Linked DNA regions of Oryctolagus cuniculus: region 1 is linked to region 2. A link is a contact called in public Micro-C data. All regions are on one chromosome and are shown on one strand. The core of a region is the stretch at or near the end of the contact, and the rest is flanking DNA. Distances in the headings are between cores, read along the strand shown. Region 1 holds the start of DPH5 (diphthamide biosynthesis 5). Region 2 holds the start of S1PR1 (sphingosine-1-phosphate receptor 1).

What was found. Hi-C and Micro-C count contacts between places; a contact is called where the count stands out from the background.
Region 1: a contact with region 2 is called in a Micro-C map of ear pinna, with 5 times the contacts expected there. The contact joins the promoter of DPH5 here to the promoter of S1PR1 in region 2. A contact is called at or near these places in 2 of 6 Hi-C or Micro-C datasets (ear pinna and an unstated tissue).

What each region holds. Positions count from the first base shown.
Region 1 is chr7:69,310,566-69,313,354 of mOryCun1.1, forward strand. It overlaps DPH5 (diphthamide biosynthesis 5), which reads left to right and starts at 1,479. Exons shown (of 8, transcript XM_070077978.1): 1 at 1,479-1,562; 2 at 2,359-2,507. The coding sequence starts at 2,373.
Region 2 is chr7:69,073,147-69,075,846 of mOryCun1.1, forward strand. It overlaps S1PR1 (sphingosine-1-phosphate receptor 1), which reads right to left and starts at 1,321. Exons shown (of 1, transcript NM_001198946.1): 1 at 173-1,321. The coding sequence starts at 1,321. The coding sequence ends at 173.

The DNA of each region.
Region 1 (2,789 bases), core at 229-2,728, 240 kb after region 2:
AATGTCAGCATCCCATATGGGCACTAGTTTGAGTCCTAGCTGCTCAACTCCTGATCTAGCTCCCTGGTAAGGCACCTAGGAAAGCAGCAGAGGATGGCCCAAGTGCTTGGGCCTCTGGCCCCATGTAGGAGACCCAGATGGAGCTCTGGGCTTCTGGCTTTGACCTGGCCTAGTTCTAACCATCACAACCATTTGAGGAGTGAACCAGTAGGTAGAAGATCTCTTTCTCCTTGTCTCTCCCTAATTCTGCCTGTCAAAAAATAATCTTAAAAGATAGAAAGAGAGGTGGGAGAGAGAGACAGAGAGAAACCCTTACATATCGTGTCTTGGCTAGAACTCCCTGACCCTTCAGAGCTGGAAGAAATGTGAGGGAAATATGACACGACAGGATTAGGACCTGAACTAAGACACTGATAATCTGGGTATGGGGGTGACTCCCAAGTGTTTGCCTTGGGTGAACTATACAAGCCACACCCCTAACCCAAAGTAGCTAATACAGAAAAAAAATAAAAAGCCAAGTAAAAAATATGATGATGGATTCAGCCTTGGATGTGTCAAACTTGATATGACTCTGGGTTATCTAGGTGATTTCCAGCTGCACATAAACATACAAGACTGAGGGGAAGAGGTCTGAATGGGAAGTGCAAATTTGGGGCAGCAAAATATCAGAGCTATCTGGAATTACGCGAGTGGACAGCCAATTTTTCTTGGGTTTTGTTTTCATTTTGATCATTTCAACAGGTGGCAGAGATAGTTCATTGTGGTTTAAATTTTTTATCCCTTAATGTTAAATCATACCTAGCATCTTTTTAAATGCTTAGTTGCTATTTGTGCATCTTCATTGGTGAAAATTTATTTAAATGCTTTGCCCATTTTTTAAAAAAAGTGCTGTTCTATTATTATTGCATTTTAAGTATTCAGCTATGCATTTCAAGTACTTTCTCTTAGTGTTATGCTTCATAGGGTCTTTCGAAGAGCTTAAATTTTTATTATCTTGAAATCTAATTTATTAATTTTTTTTCTACTGTGTGCTTCCAGTAACTTACTTCAGAAATATTTACCTGAATAAGGCCACAAACGGGTTTCTGCCAGTATAGTTTTAGGTTTTCTATTTATGTCTATGATCCACTTTGAGATGTGTTGTGCTTGAAGTTCTGTTTTGTTTTTTGCACACATGCTGTGAAGCATAGAAAGTATAATATCAGACAGAAGCAGGCAAGGAGAACGTACAGAATGAGAAGTGAAAAGGGTGGGCGAAACCAGAGAAAAAGAAAAATGTCAAAGCTTAATCAAGCAGTTTTGCAAGCGCTGAAGCCTTGTCAGAGGAACACCAGGCAAGTTCTGAATCGTCACCTCTGTGTACTCACAAGTAGTGGAAATGATCAACTCGGATGAGGTCACCAGTGACCTTAGGGCCATTTCGTGAAACAAACCTTCACGATATGGGAACTACAATCGAACCACTCACTTTAAAAACAACTGCCCCCGAAGAGACAACTTGGGGCGACGGGTGAAATCCCTGAGCGCTCTTAAAGGTCACTTATCTAGCGTTCGCACTGACGGTATGGGATTCTCGATACACCACTGAGGTGGATCCTTGGGGGCATTCCGGCCCTAGGTCTTGGGGAGAAACCCAAGCAGTCACCGTCCCGCTGGGAAATCAGAACCGCATTCACTGCCGGGTCAGCCAATCCGACGCCTCCGTCCAAATGAGAAGGCGAGGATTAAAATCTGTGCTCTAGGGAAAACCCGGGGCAAATCAGGGAAATCTCTTCTACAGCCCAGCCGCTTTCGTGTGTCTGCTAGAGCGCAGGCTCCCGGCACGGGGTCCCCACTCACCGTCCCCGACGCAAAGCAATACTGCACTTACCCAGGACCAGAACAGGGATGTTCAAGCCACTGGCTAGAGGAGTGGGAGCACATCCGGCCCTTTCCCAGAGGCCGTGCTGGGGGACCAACCGCTCTCATCCCCTCCCCAGCAGCCGGCGGGGCATTGGTAGCCGAGCCGGGCTGCGGAACACCCGCCCAGAGCCCCGCTCGCTCGGCCGTCCTCCAACTGGTCGTAAAGTGTGGTAAAGGCGCCGGCGCTTTGCGGCACCGTAGGTGAGGCCGGCGGCGTGGGTCTTCTCTCTACGGATCTGTGGCTTCGGCGGCTGCTGGTGCGAAGCGGCTGCAGTTAAAGCTTTGGGAAGACAGGGAACCGGCGAAGGTTGTTTCAGCGGGTATTTGGCTGCTCGTAGGGTTGTTTACAACACTTGTTCCAAACCGCTCTCGTGACCTGCCACTTCTCTTGTGCCCCTTTGGTTTCCATCCCTCGGTATAGCTGACGTTGTTTTTCTTGTTCACTTCATCTTACAGTTTTGGAGTTCGAAATGCTTTACCTGATCGGCTTGGGGCTGGGAGATGCCAAGGACATTACAGTCAAAGGCCTGGAAGTTGTAAGACGCTGCAGCCGAGTGTATCTGGAAGGCTACACCTCAGTCCTGACTGTAGGGAAGGAAGCCCTGGTAGGTGATCAAGGTTCCCCAGCTTTCTGGGGAGAAAGCTAGCTAAGCACACGTTAAGCCAAACAAAATGTTCCGATCTGCTTGCTTAGACCCTTCGAAACACACTCCCCTTGCATTAAGGATCTGAGGAGTAGGAGAAGGGCAGCCATACACCCAAACTAGTGACTTGGAAAATTAAAGGGTGGTCTTTGTTCTGCTTTACAAGTCTAATTACGTGGCTTCCTCGAGTGAATGGGAAAGGAAAGTTATTTTACACTCCTGGGGATAGTTATCACAATCCCT
Region 2 (2,700 bases), core at 71-2,570:
ACGAGGCACCGCCACGATGCTGCGGTTTCCCCCCTCCTCCATCCCTCTGGCTCGCAGCAGCTCCTCCCTGGCAACAGTCGAGGCCCAGAGACGGTCCCCCTACCCCCACCCCCGACGCCGGGTGGTGGGCGACCATGTAACAGTGCTTCCCACGGGTTGGCAGCTGTCCGTTTTAGGAGGACGAGTTGACGTTGCCAGAAGACATGATGGTCTCGGGGTTGTCCCCATCGTCCTTCTGGGGGTGGGAGGAGTTGTCCGATTTACTGCGACTGAATTCCACGCCCGCGATGATGGGGCGCTTGAACTTGCCGGCCGAGTCTCCGCTGGGACACTTGCAGCAGGACATGATCCGGATGAAGGCCCGGCGCATCTCCTTGTTGGTCAGCGTGTAAATGATGGGGTTGGTGCCGGAGTTGAGCACAGCCAGCACCAGGAAGTACTCCGCTTTGAAGAGGATGTCGCAGGTCTTCACCTTGCAGCCCACGTCCAGCAGAAGCAGGATGAAGAGCGGGGCCCAGCAGGCGATGAAGACGCTCAGGACGATGATGACGGTCTTGAGCAGCGCCAGCGACTTCTCCGAGCTGCGGCTGGCCTTGGAAATGTTCTTGCGGAAGGTCAGCCGGCGGCTCCGAGTCCTGACCAGGGAGTAGATCCTGCAGTACAGGATGACGATGGAGAGCAGGAGCAGGGTGAAGACGGTGGTGCAGAAGAGGATATAGTGCTTGTGGTAGAGCGGCAACACGGTGGAGCAGCTGGACAGCGTGCTGATGCAGTTCCAGCCCATGATGGGCAGGCCACCCAGGATGAGCGAGATGACCCAGCAGGCGCTGATGAGCAGGAAGGAGCGGAAGCTGTTGCTGCCATTGTGCAGCTTCATCTTCAGCATGGTGATGTAGCGCTCGATGGCGATGGCCAGCAGGCTGAACACCGACGCAGAGAGCGCCACAAACATACTCCCTTCCCGCAGGAACCACTGCGCCGGCGTCAGCTTGTAGGTGGTGGCCCCCGACAAGAGCAGGTTGGCGGTGTAGGCCACTCCCGCCAACAGGTCTGAGAGGGCCAGGTTGCCAATAAAGTAGTACATGGGGCGGTGGAATTTCTTGGTTTTCCAAATGGTCAGCAAGACAAAGATGTTCTCCAGGATGATGAAGCAGCAGATGAGAATGAAAACCACCGAAGTCAGCTTAATGCCATTCTCCTTGTCCGCGCTGATGTTCAGCTTCCCCGTGTAATTGTAATGCCGCACGATGATATCGTAGTTGACATAGTCGGAGACCGAGTTGCGGAGGGCCTTGACCAGCGGGATGTTGGTGGGCCCCATGGTACCCGCTCTGTCTCCGCGCCACGAACCCGGGGAGCTCTTCTCCGGACGAGCGCTAGAGGGCGAGGCTGAGGCACGAGCTGTCACCCGCTGCCGGGGAGGTTCAGGGAGCAATCCAGGCTTTTTTGTGCAGCCTTGCCTTGCCTGGGGAGAGCCTCAGAAACCGCAGCCTGAAACAAGTCACAAAGAGGAAGGAGTCAGGCAGAAAGCCACAGCACACTGGTATAATTCATTCTGGCCAAGGCACTGCTCCAGTTTTGTTCTTGTTGATTTGGTTTAGGGAAACGTAGGGAGGGGAACTTTTTTGTTAAATAAATTTCTTGCAAAAAGGGGGGTGGGGCCGTTGGGGGTAGGGGCGAGGGGAAACAGAGGAAGAAAGCCCAAACATTTACCCAAGCTGAAAATTCCAAACAGAAGAGACGAAAACTCTCTCCCTATTGTCACAGCCGCTCAAATGGAAATGGGAAACCTGGGGTGCATGGCGGAAGGAGTAGGGGTGGGGAGGCGCCCCATTCGGACTCCACTCTCGCCTGCTCGCCCCACCCTCGACGCCCTGATTTCCATTCGGGAGATTCTCCGAAGCCGCCACCAGCTCAGCTGTGCGCTCACCACCAGCTCACGGCCTCTCCTCGGAAGACACTTAACCGCCAGCCACAGGGTGGAGACGCACACCTCTTCCCTTGCCCCACTTTACCCCCCACCCACGCCAAGCTCAAGGACGCAAGCACCACCTCCTAATTGCCATGCAAGAAATTAGATTTGCACGAAAATCATTTGACAGCGCAAGTCATTTTTTGGACTCTATTAATAACTCTCTAGGAGCAGGTGTGCTTAGGGTCGGAGGGCGCAGCGAGGTGTGGGCAGGCGGGTCCGCCCCATCTTGCGGTAAACAGGAAAGCTTAGCGCCTCCGTGAAGCAACTGCCTTTTCTACCTTCTTCTTTTTTTTCCCGCAAGTCAGTGCAAGTAAATTTAAAGGCGCTCAGTGCAAACCATTCATAAGAGATTGCAGCAAATCTCATAAGTTTTGCACATCGGTTGATTGCATAAATATTTTAGGGTTAGTATCACACGAGAGAGAGAAACAGAGGGGAGAGAGGGAGGGAGAGAGAGAGAGAGAGAAAGTTACAGGGCTAAAGATAACAACAGTTCATGCCACCGCATTCCTAATCTCCAATGCAAAAGCGCTCTCCAAAAAGGCGCCCACACAGACGTCTAGGGCATTGCTAAACTCGCCGGCGCAGCCTCATTTACGGCTGCCCTCCAACGCTCTGCCTCCTTTAAACACCCAGAAACTGAAGGGAATGACGCCCAGCAGCAATCTGCAAAAGTCTCTTTCAAGTTGGTTAAAAGTTTCAAGGTAAGGTTGCAAAGAAAAAGT